Linked DNA regions of Pan troglodytes: all the other regions are linked to region 3. A link is a contact called in public HiChIP or PLAC-seq data. All regions are on one chromosome and are shown on one strand. Each heading gives the region's core, a stretch centred on a gene start, on an enhancer-like site or on the middle of the called end of the contact. The rest is flanking DNA. Distances are from core to core; before and after follow the strand shown.

Region 1 (3,000 bases), core at 268-2,767, 940 kb after region 3:
CCCCTCCACCCTCTCTTTCTGTTCTCAGCCTCTGCCACTTCTCTTCTTTCCTTATTCATTTTAGGCCTCATGATCTATCATTTTGATCACTCCGTTGCCAATGTCCTCAATTTGCTTGTCCTCCAGCCAAGCCATCTGAAAAAAACCCAATTAGAAGATGAGTAAGTCCCTTGTCAGCTTTATAACCCTGACATGTTTTTTCAAGGGTCTGCGAGTAATTCCTCTCAAATATAAACATCTAGGAAAATAAAACCCCTATCTCCTTATCATTGTGGGAATTCAACCTAGGCATCTTTTTCTGAGATGAAATGATATGCTTGTCATAGAAATAAGAGAAATTTTATTATTCCTTCAGATACAGGCAATTAGCTAAAACAAACTGCTACTTCAATTATCAGGTGAATTTAGGATGCACTTTATGAAATAATTTGCAATAAGCAGTACAGTCAAATCTTCTTATGGGAAGATAAGATGCAGCCAATCTTAAGAATTTATGTTTGTAGGCTGAGCACCATAGCTCAAGCCTGTAATCTCAGCACTTTAGGAGGCCGGATGGACGGATCACCTGAGGTCAGGAGTTCGAGACCAGCCTGGCCAACATGGCAAAACCCTATCTCTACTAGAAATACAAAAATTACCCAGGCGTGATGGTGGGCACTTGCAATCCCAGCTACTCGGGAGGCTGAGGCAGGAGAATCACTGGAACCCGAGAGGCGAAGGTTGCAGTGAGCCGAGATTGTGCCACTGCACCCCAGCCTGGGCAACAGAGCGAGACTCTGTCTCAAAAAATAAAATAAAATAAAATAAAAATTTACGTTTGTAATGGCTAAATATGGAGTGGTTATAACTGTTTGACTGTATATGTAAGGTAGGATTTCTTTCTGTTTTTCTTTTTTTCTTTGAGACATGTTCTCGCTCTGTCGCCCAGGCTGGAGTGCAGTGGCACGATCACGGATCACTGCAGCCTCAACCTCCCGGGCCCAAGCAATCCTCCCACCTCAGTCTCCCAAGTAGCCAGGACAACAGGTGCAGGCCACCATGCCTGGCTAATTTTCTTGTTGTTGTTGTTTGAGACAAAGTCTCACTCTTTCGCCCAGGCTGGAGTACAGTGGTATGATCTCGGCTCGCTACAACCTCTGCCTCCTAAGTTCAAGTGATCCTCTTAGCTCAGCCTCCCAAGTAGCTGGGATTACAGGTGGGCGCCATCTCAAACAACAACAAAAAAATACACTTCCTTGATTAACTCCTTTCTTCGAATTCCCATTAGGACTTCTCTTCGGGCACTGACTGATGAACATCTACCGCCTCATCTTCTCTGCTAGACTTAGAGTTCCTGAGAGCAGAATAAATGCGGCTTGATCAGTATTTGCCGATTCAACGCAGAGGTGCCCAGGTCATCTCGGCGAGTTGAGCTGTCTAAGACCCCGCGATCGCGCAGGACAGGACCCAGAAGCCAGAGCGCAGGAACTGCTTCCGGCCGGCTCCCGGCTTCCGTCGGGCCCCGCGCCCGCGCTGCATGCTGGGACCTTCAGGTCGGAGCCCGGGGTGAGGCCGACACACAGGCCGCCGCGCTCCCTCGCGAAGACGCTTAAGCCAGTCTCGCCCGTCCCCGCTCCTCCTCAGAGAAAATGCTGCCCCGCAGCACTTACCGGAGCGACCATGAGGGTGACGAATTCGAGCACACACAGGCTTCCCGCCACCTCCTTGAAACCGCAGCTGGCTTGCCAGGGACCGACGGCGCGGTTGGCTCCCCAAAATTCCGACTGATACGCGCCTCGGCGAGCGAAAGCAAACGCGGGATACTCTCGCGTTCCTGATTGGCTGGTTGTGGACACCTCAATTATGACAGAAAGGGGCCGGGCGGGAAAGTTAGCTGTGGCCGGCGGGGATTGGCAGAACGAACCTGGACTTACTCGTTTTTCCCGGACGTTGGCTGGTGGAGAAGAGAGGGTGGGGAGATGGGGCGCTGGGGGGCGGTGGCGACGCAACTCGTGATTGGCGGATGTGCGTTCCTTAGGTCTCTACGGATTGGCGGCTGGCCGGTTGCTTGGCGTTGATTGGGCAGTCGCGGGAAAACTAAAGTGGGCGGGGAGCCTTTGGGCCCGCCCCGCCGCCGGGGCCTGCTGGCGGAAGGGGAAATGGGGCGGGGGGTGGGGCAGGCGACGGTGGGGAAGATGGCGTACCAGAGCTTGCGGCTGGAGTACCTGCAGATCCCACCGGTCAGCCGCGCCTACACCACTGCCTGCGTCCTCACCACCGCCGCCGTGGTGAGCAGCTGCAGTGCCACCTTCTCATTATCTGGGCTGGATATGACTGGGTCTTCAGGAAACTGGGGTTTGGGCCTCGGGGAGGCCCAGAGGGGCTGGTCCCGGGGATGGGTGGAGGCGTACAGGGATTACTCTGGGGTTCGAGTTGGCGCCAAGAATGCTTATCCAGTGACGTGAGAAGGGAGTGCTGCTTCATGGGGGGTCAGGTCAGTTTCTAAGAGATGAGCGCCCGACCTATAGCGGGTTAGGGTTGCGGGAGCCTCCCACCCAAGAAATGTGTCCGAGAGCTCTGCCAATGGCCAGGTGGTACCATGGTGACTAGTGAGAGGAAGGTCCGTTTAGTGAAGAAACAGGAATGGGGAAAGCAAGCTGGAAACTGTCGAGAGGGGAATGGCTTATAATAAAAAGGGTCTCTGAATCTAAATAAGGGGCTAGCTGGAGGTACCCAGCCCTAACGGTGGCAGGGTCTCCAGTCTCCGTTATTTCAAGTGAGTTTTGTTGTTTCATACAGCTGTTTCAGGTGGTGCCCATGTGGTGGGTAGATTCATAGCAGCTGTTTTTATTTGTCCTGTGTCTAAAATATCACCACCTGTCTGCCTCATTTCTTCATGTCAGCCTCAACTATTGCAACATAAAACAGACTTTTTTGTGTTAGGTATTGAGGATACAAAGAATTCTACCAATCCTAGAGAATTCTTTACCAACCTCTTCCTCTGGCCTAAGAAGAAAGGCT
Region 2 (2,958 bases), core at 372-2,871, 980 kb after region 3:
CAGAGATCATGGATGCTCTCTTTCTGGAAGCTGTGGCCTGATGGAGCAGCCCCATTCCAGGGTCCCATCTGTCCGGAGTTGTGTATGTGAAGTCCGGCTCAGTCTTTATTTCCAACACTAGCCGTGGTCCTGTGCAGTCAAGCTCTCAGCTAGTGTTTAGGGCTGTCTGTCAGAAATGGTTATACGTGGGCAAAATAAGATCTGACAGCTCCTATATACCTTATCTTACTGAATTCTTAAACTTTGAACCAGTTCTTCCACTTCTCACTGACTTGTTACCACTGCTGACTTTCTGAAAAGTTTTCCACAGTTTTTTTTTTGTTTTTTGTTTTTTGTTTTCCAGTAGGGGATTAGGATGTTTAGTCCTACTTAGAAAGAAAAAGTATTGTATTTTTAATCATTCATAGTGCTGGTAAAAAAAAAAAAAAAAAATTGGGGGGTGGCCGGGCGCAGTGGCTCACACCTGTAATCCCAGCACTTTGGGAGGCCAAGGCGGGCGGATCACCTCATGCCTGTAATCCCAGCATTGGGATGGGAGGCTGAGGTGGGTGGATTGCCTGAGAAGTTGAAGACCAGCCTGGCCAACATGGCAAAACCCCGTCTCTACTAAAAATACAAAACTTAGCTGGGCATGGTGGCACACGCCTGTAATCCCAGCTACCTGGGAGGCTGAGGCACAAGAATTGCTTGAACTTGGGAGGCAGAGTTTGCAGTGAGCCAAGATCACGCCACTGCATTCCAGCCTGGCCGACAGTGTGAGACTGTCTCAGAAAAAAAAAGAAAGAAAGGAAGGAAGGAGGGAGGGAGGGAGGGAAGGAAGGAAGGAAGGAAGGAAAGAAAGAAAGAAAAAGAAAAAACTTGGGGTAATTTATGTCCAGCTTAGGTACCTGAACAGTTTCCGGAAATGTATATTTTTTTTCTGAGAGGCAAAGGATGTAAACAGCTTCTAAGTAGCTTTAATGTTTCTGTACAGAAATAAGTTTATCCCTGTAACATTGTGGTAGAGTTTTAATACAGTATTTAGTTTTTTATTGGGCTTTTTTAAAAAGTTAACTTTTAACATAGCTGCTCAGGGATTAAATCAGATTGGAAAACCCATTCTGACTCCACATACTGCTACAAAGAAATACATCGTTGTTTATATTGAGCTGCAGGAGATAGTACACTTTAAACTTAAGAAAGTTAAATGTTTCACAATAACATTGCAATATAATCTTCAGCTACTCTCTTTCCATTGGTAAAATCTCTGATGGTGTGATAACTCTTTGCCAACCTACGAAACCCATATCAGGAAGAATCACCAGCTCCCGTGAGCAGCTTCATGTAAATAGATGCACTCCAAGCAGATTGCATGCCTCAGGTGTTTGTCTTCTAGTAATCATGGAGTGTGCAACACCCAGAGTAACACTACAAGGGGCAGGACTGCAAACAGCAGGTCCTGGCTAAAAACCCTTAATGCTGCCTTGCTGCCAGTTGTAAAGAAATGCCTGAATGGAGGCAGGTTCTGCCCTGTGGGTGAAACTGATGATGTACTGTACTGTCATATATAAATCCACTAAATCCAGCTACCAGGAACTGCCTGCAACTGTGGCCATGCATTTTTTTTTTTTCTTTAAAGACCAGTGTGATAGTAGGCCATGCATCTGAGATACGATATTCCTTGGTAACTAGAGGGAGAAAAAAAAATCAAGTAGGTTCAGGCTTATGTTGTATTTTGAGAGTCTGGTTTTATTTGAACAGAAATAACTCTACAGAAAGCTCTTGTAAATAATGCTCAAATTTGCACCCGACGATCAAATCCATTAAAAATGAATCTTGTATATGATGTGTGTGACTTGTTTCTTGCATCTCTTTTCCATTATTCATAGAAAATTATTTAGAAAATATTAAGTGTTAGTCTTACCATGAGTTAGTAAGACATAGCTTCTTAGTAGCTTATATGTCCTGTATATCCTGGGAAGGTAGGATTGTTGATTTTTAATAAATCTGAACCCTGTCTTTGGGTTATATTAATTTACTGGAGCAACTCACAGAACTCAGGGAAACACATTTACCGGTTTCATACAAAAGATATGACCAAGGATACAGGTAAGGAGATGAGCAGGGTGGGGAATGGGGAAGAAGCTCCGAGCCTCCATGCCCTCCCTGGGCCACCACCCTCCAGGAACCTCCATGTATTTAGCTATCAGAGGCTCTCCAAACCCTGTCCTCGGGTTTTTATGGAAGCCTCTGGACTTATCTAAATGATATAAGCTGGCTTCTTGTCCCCAGAAAAATGATGTTCCATTAGAACTTGGATGCAAGGTTGGAGGTGCAGAGAGGGAAGGTCACAAAAATTAATCATGGATCCTGCCCTTGAGGATGTCACAGTCTGGTTGGGTTTAACCTGGTTAAAGCAGCAACGCTAGGAGGTTCCTGTTGAAAAGAGAATGAAGCATATGGGCTGGGTGCGCACGAGCATGAGTTCCGAGCCGGTGGAAAAAAGGTTCTAGGAAGGCCTCTTTCAGGAAAACCCTCAGACTTTCCTTTGCTCTCACAACACAACAATCAACACAGAAGACTTCTGTGGCCAAAGGTTTGGGTTTTTTCCCTCCACACTAAGCAGCAGACACCAGCTGGGTGTCCTCCAATTCAATCCCAACAGTATCTACCTGGAGATAGTGTCAGATCCCATAGGTTGAGGGCTCAGTCCCCAAGACCGCCGCCACCTTCAGACAGCAATGGCAAGTCTGGGCCTCTGAAACTTCCGACCAACCCGCTTCAAGTTGGGGTTCCCACGACCCCCCTCTTTGGATTATGTTAACTCACTGGAGCAGTTCACAGAACTCAGGGAAACACATTCACCGGTTTCATATAAAGGATATGACCAAGGATACAGATGAGATGAGCAGGGTGGGGAATGGGGAAGAAGCTCCGAGGTTCATTGCCTACCCTGGGCCACCACCCTCCAGGAACCTC
Region 3 (2,719 bases), core at 86-2,585:
GCCTCCAGGGTTCAAGCGAGGCTCCTGCCTCAGCCTCCTGCCTCAGCCTCCTGCCTCAGCCTCCTGAGTAGCTGGGATTACAGGTGCGCACCACCATGCCTGGGTAATTTTTGTATTTTTAGTACAGACTACTAAAAATACAAAACTCCTGACCTCAGGTGATCCACCTACTTCAGCCTCCTTAGTCCCGTGTTTTTCTCTCTCCCTGTAGCAGAGTCCTGCACCCCTTCCCTCTGCAACCAGTGAGCCTGGTGTCAGGAAGAGAATGGTTTTGTGGAGCTGAGTCCAGTGCCCTCAGGGTGCGGAGGTGTAGGAGCTTGAACTGGCCACACGGTGGTGCCAAACACCAGGTCTTCGCATTTATGTTTCCCAGCCCTTCTGGGCGTCCCTGATGCCCTCAATAAACTCTGCCTGGTTCCCAGGGCACAGGGCTAAGGGCCTCCAAAGGGGAGGGGAGGGGATACCCACCCTTCCCCCAGCCAGACCTTGCAGGGGAGGCAGGAGCGGGGCTGCGGAGGGCGCCTCAACTTTACCCAAACCCACCCCGCCTTTCGTTCTCCGTCTTCCTTCCCTCCCAAGCCAGAAACCTGTCGCCTCTTCCCTTGGGCCACCATCGCAGGGCCTCCTAAAGGCAGATTCTGCGCAGGGGAGGGGGAACAGGGAAAGTAGGAAGGTGGCTGGATGGCAAAGGGCAGCTGCCACCCCGGCTGGCCTGGGGTCCTCGGGGACTTAGAGTCTGGGCCCAGCCCATGCCTCCCCTCCTTTTCCCCTTCAGTGGCCTCCAGGCCTCTCTCCACATCGCCAGGCTGGAGTGCAGTGGCGCTATCTCGGCTCACTGCAACCTCCGCCTCCCGGGTTCAAGTGATTCTCCTGCTTCAGCCTCCCGAGTAGCTGGAACTACAGGCGCCCGCCACCACCCCCGGCTAATTTTTGTATTTTTAGTAGCGATGGGGTTTCACCATATTAGCCAGGATGGTCTCGATCTCTTGACCTCGTGATCTGCCCGCCTCGGCCTCCCAAAGTGCTGGGATTACAGGCGTGAGTCACCGTGCCTGGTCCCCTGTCTTCTTTAAGAAAGCTCAGCGGACCTTTTTCCTTCTTGGGGTGGAACAAAAAGCCAAATCTAGCACAACCCTGGGCAGGGGCCCAGAATCACTGGAAGCAAAGGTGGATGGGATAGGAGGCGAGGCTGCCTGTGGACCACAGGCCCGGCCCGAGTGGCTCTGATGAGAAGCCGGGGCGCCTAGGTCACCGCCCCCACCGTCTGCCCTTCCCCCCACTCCTCCTGGCTGGGTAAATCCCAGAGTCTCAGCCGCCTAAGGGTCTTCCCCGGAGGTGAGATTATCTCCGCCTGTGCTGGACACCTCCCTTTCTCCTGCAGCCATGGATGCCGCTCTGCTCCTGAACGTGGAAGGGGTCAAGAAAACCATTCTGCACGGGGGCACGGGCGAGCTCCCAAACTTCATCACCGGATCCCGAGTGAGTGGGGCCCCTCCGGAGCAGACAGGGTCCCCCACAGCAGCCTTCAACATTCCAGGAGTGCCCCAAGGCACTGTAAACAGCTTCCAGCTGTGCCAAAAAAACAGCCAGGCAGCCCCAGCGCTGGGCCTCCGGGAAGCTCCCAGAGTTTACCCCATTCAGGGGGCATTTTTGGTACTTTGCAGATTCAACTTTAGCATGGGCTGAGGGGAAGGGCTTTTGGGAATTTTCTGGAGCCCTAAATGTTGACTGAGAAGAAAGGGAGTCCGAGGGGTCTTGGTATTTGTCCCCAAATGTCTGTTGGGCTTCCCTGGACTGAAGGGTGCATCTGTGGCTACAGAATTCGGGCTTTGGCCAGGCGAGGCGGCTCCTGCCTGTAATCCCAGCACTTTGGGAGGCCAAGATGGGCAGATCATGAGGTCAAGAGTTCGAGACCAGCCTGACCAACATGTGAAACCCCGTCTCTATTGAAAACACAAAAAGTAGCCAGATGTGCTGGACGCCTGTAATCCCAGTTCAGATACTCAGGAGACTGAGGCAGGAGAATCACTTGAGCCCAGGAGGTGGAGGTTGCAGTGAGCCGAGATCATACCACTGCACTCCAACCTGGGCAACAGAGTGAGACTCTGTCTCAAAAAAAAAAAAAAAAAAAAAAAAGAACTCGGGTTTCTTTGAGGAAGGATTTCTGGACGCACAGGGCTGTGGGGAGTGGAATGGGGTCTGTAGGGAGGGGTGGGTCCCTCCTCCCTGGGGGGTGCAGGCAGGGTGGAGGTGCTCCAGAGGTCTGAGGCATCTGATGGGGTGAACTGAGTGAGCTGACCCTGGGGACAGCCCTGGGTGTCGGTGGCAAGGGGGTGGCTTCTGCCGGGCCTTGAACGGTGTGTCTAGAGCAGAGTGCACCGTCTCGGTGACCAGGTGATCTTTCATTTCCGCACCATGAAATGTGATGAGGAGCGGACAGTCATTGACGACAGCCGGCAGGTGGGCCAGCCCATGCACATCATCATCGGAAACATGTTCAAGCTCGAGGTCTGGGAGATCCTGCTTACCTCCATGCGGGTGCACGAGGTGGCCGAGTTCTGGTGCGACACCATCGTAAGTAGGCCCTGCACGCCTGTCTCCTGGGACTAGTCTTTTCTGGGCTCACCCACCCGCTTTGCGGGGCTGCTGTGTTTCGGGAAAGCTGGGACTCAAGCGAAGCTTTGCAAAGCCAGTCCTGCAACCTTATTCCCCACAGCTG

Evidence for each region. HiChIP or PLAC-seq counts read pairs in DNA pulled down with a chosen protein or histone mark.
Region 1: a contact with region 3 is called in an H3K4me3 HiChIP or PLAC-seq map of stem cell-derived excitatory neurons, with 14 times the contacts expected there. The contact joins the promoter of DERL2 here to the promoter of AIPL1 in region 3. A contact is called at or near these places in 1 of 7 Hi-C or Micro-C datasets (stem cell-derived neural progenitor cells) and 1 of 1 datasets of contacts at active chromatin or transcription factors (stem cell-derived excitatory neurons).
Region 2: an H3K4me3 HiChIP or PLAC-seq map of stem cell-derived excitatory neurons shows a contact between it and region 3, with 15 times the contacts expected there. The contact joins the promoter of C1QBP here to the promoter of AIPL1 in region 3. A contact is called at or near these places in 1 of 7 Hi-C or Micro-C datasets (stem cell-derived neural progenitor cells) and 1 of 1 datasets of contacts at active chromatin or transcription factors (stem cell-derived excitatory neurons).

What each region holds. Positions count from the first base shown.
Region 1 is chr19:15,999,824-16,002,823 of NHGRI_mPanTro3-v2.0_pri, reverse strand. DERL2 (derlin 2) reads left to right here and starts at 1,517. Exons shown (of 7, transcript XM_009431690.4): 1 at 1,517-1,950. The coding sequence starts at 1,843. It overlaps MIS12 (MIS12 kinetochore complex component), which reads right to left and starts at 1,948. Exons shown (of 2, transcript XM_001166929.6): 1 at 1,650-1,948.
Region 2 is chr19:15,954,631-15,957,588 of NHGRI_mPanTro3-v2.0_pri, reverse strand. C1QBP (complement C1q binding protein) reads left to right here and starts at 1,621. Exons shown (of 6, transcript XM_511993.9): 1 at 1,621-2,958. It overlaps DHX33 (DEAH-box helicase 33), which reads left to right. Exons shown (of 11, transcript XM_003952955.6): 11 at 1-796.
Region 3 is chr19:16,935,907-16,938,625 of NHGRI_mPanTro3-v2.0_pri, reverse strand. It overlaps AIPL1 (aryl hydrocarbon receptor interacting protein like 1), which reads left to right and starts at 1,335. Exons shown (of 5, transcript XM_063799510.1): 1 at 1,335-1,479; 2 at 2,395-2,574. The coding sequence starts at 1,384.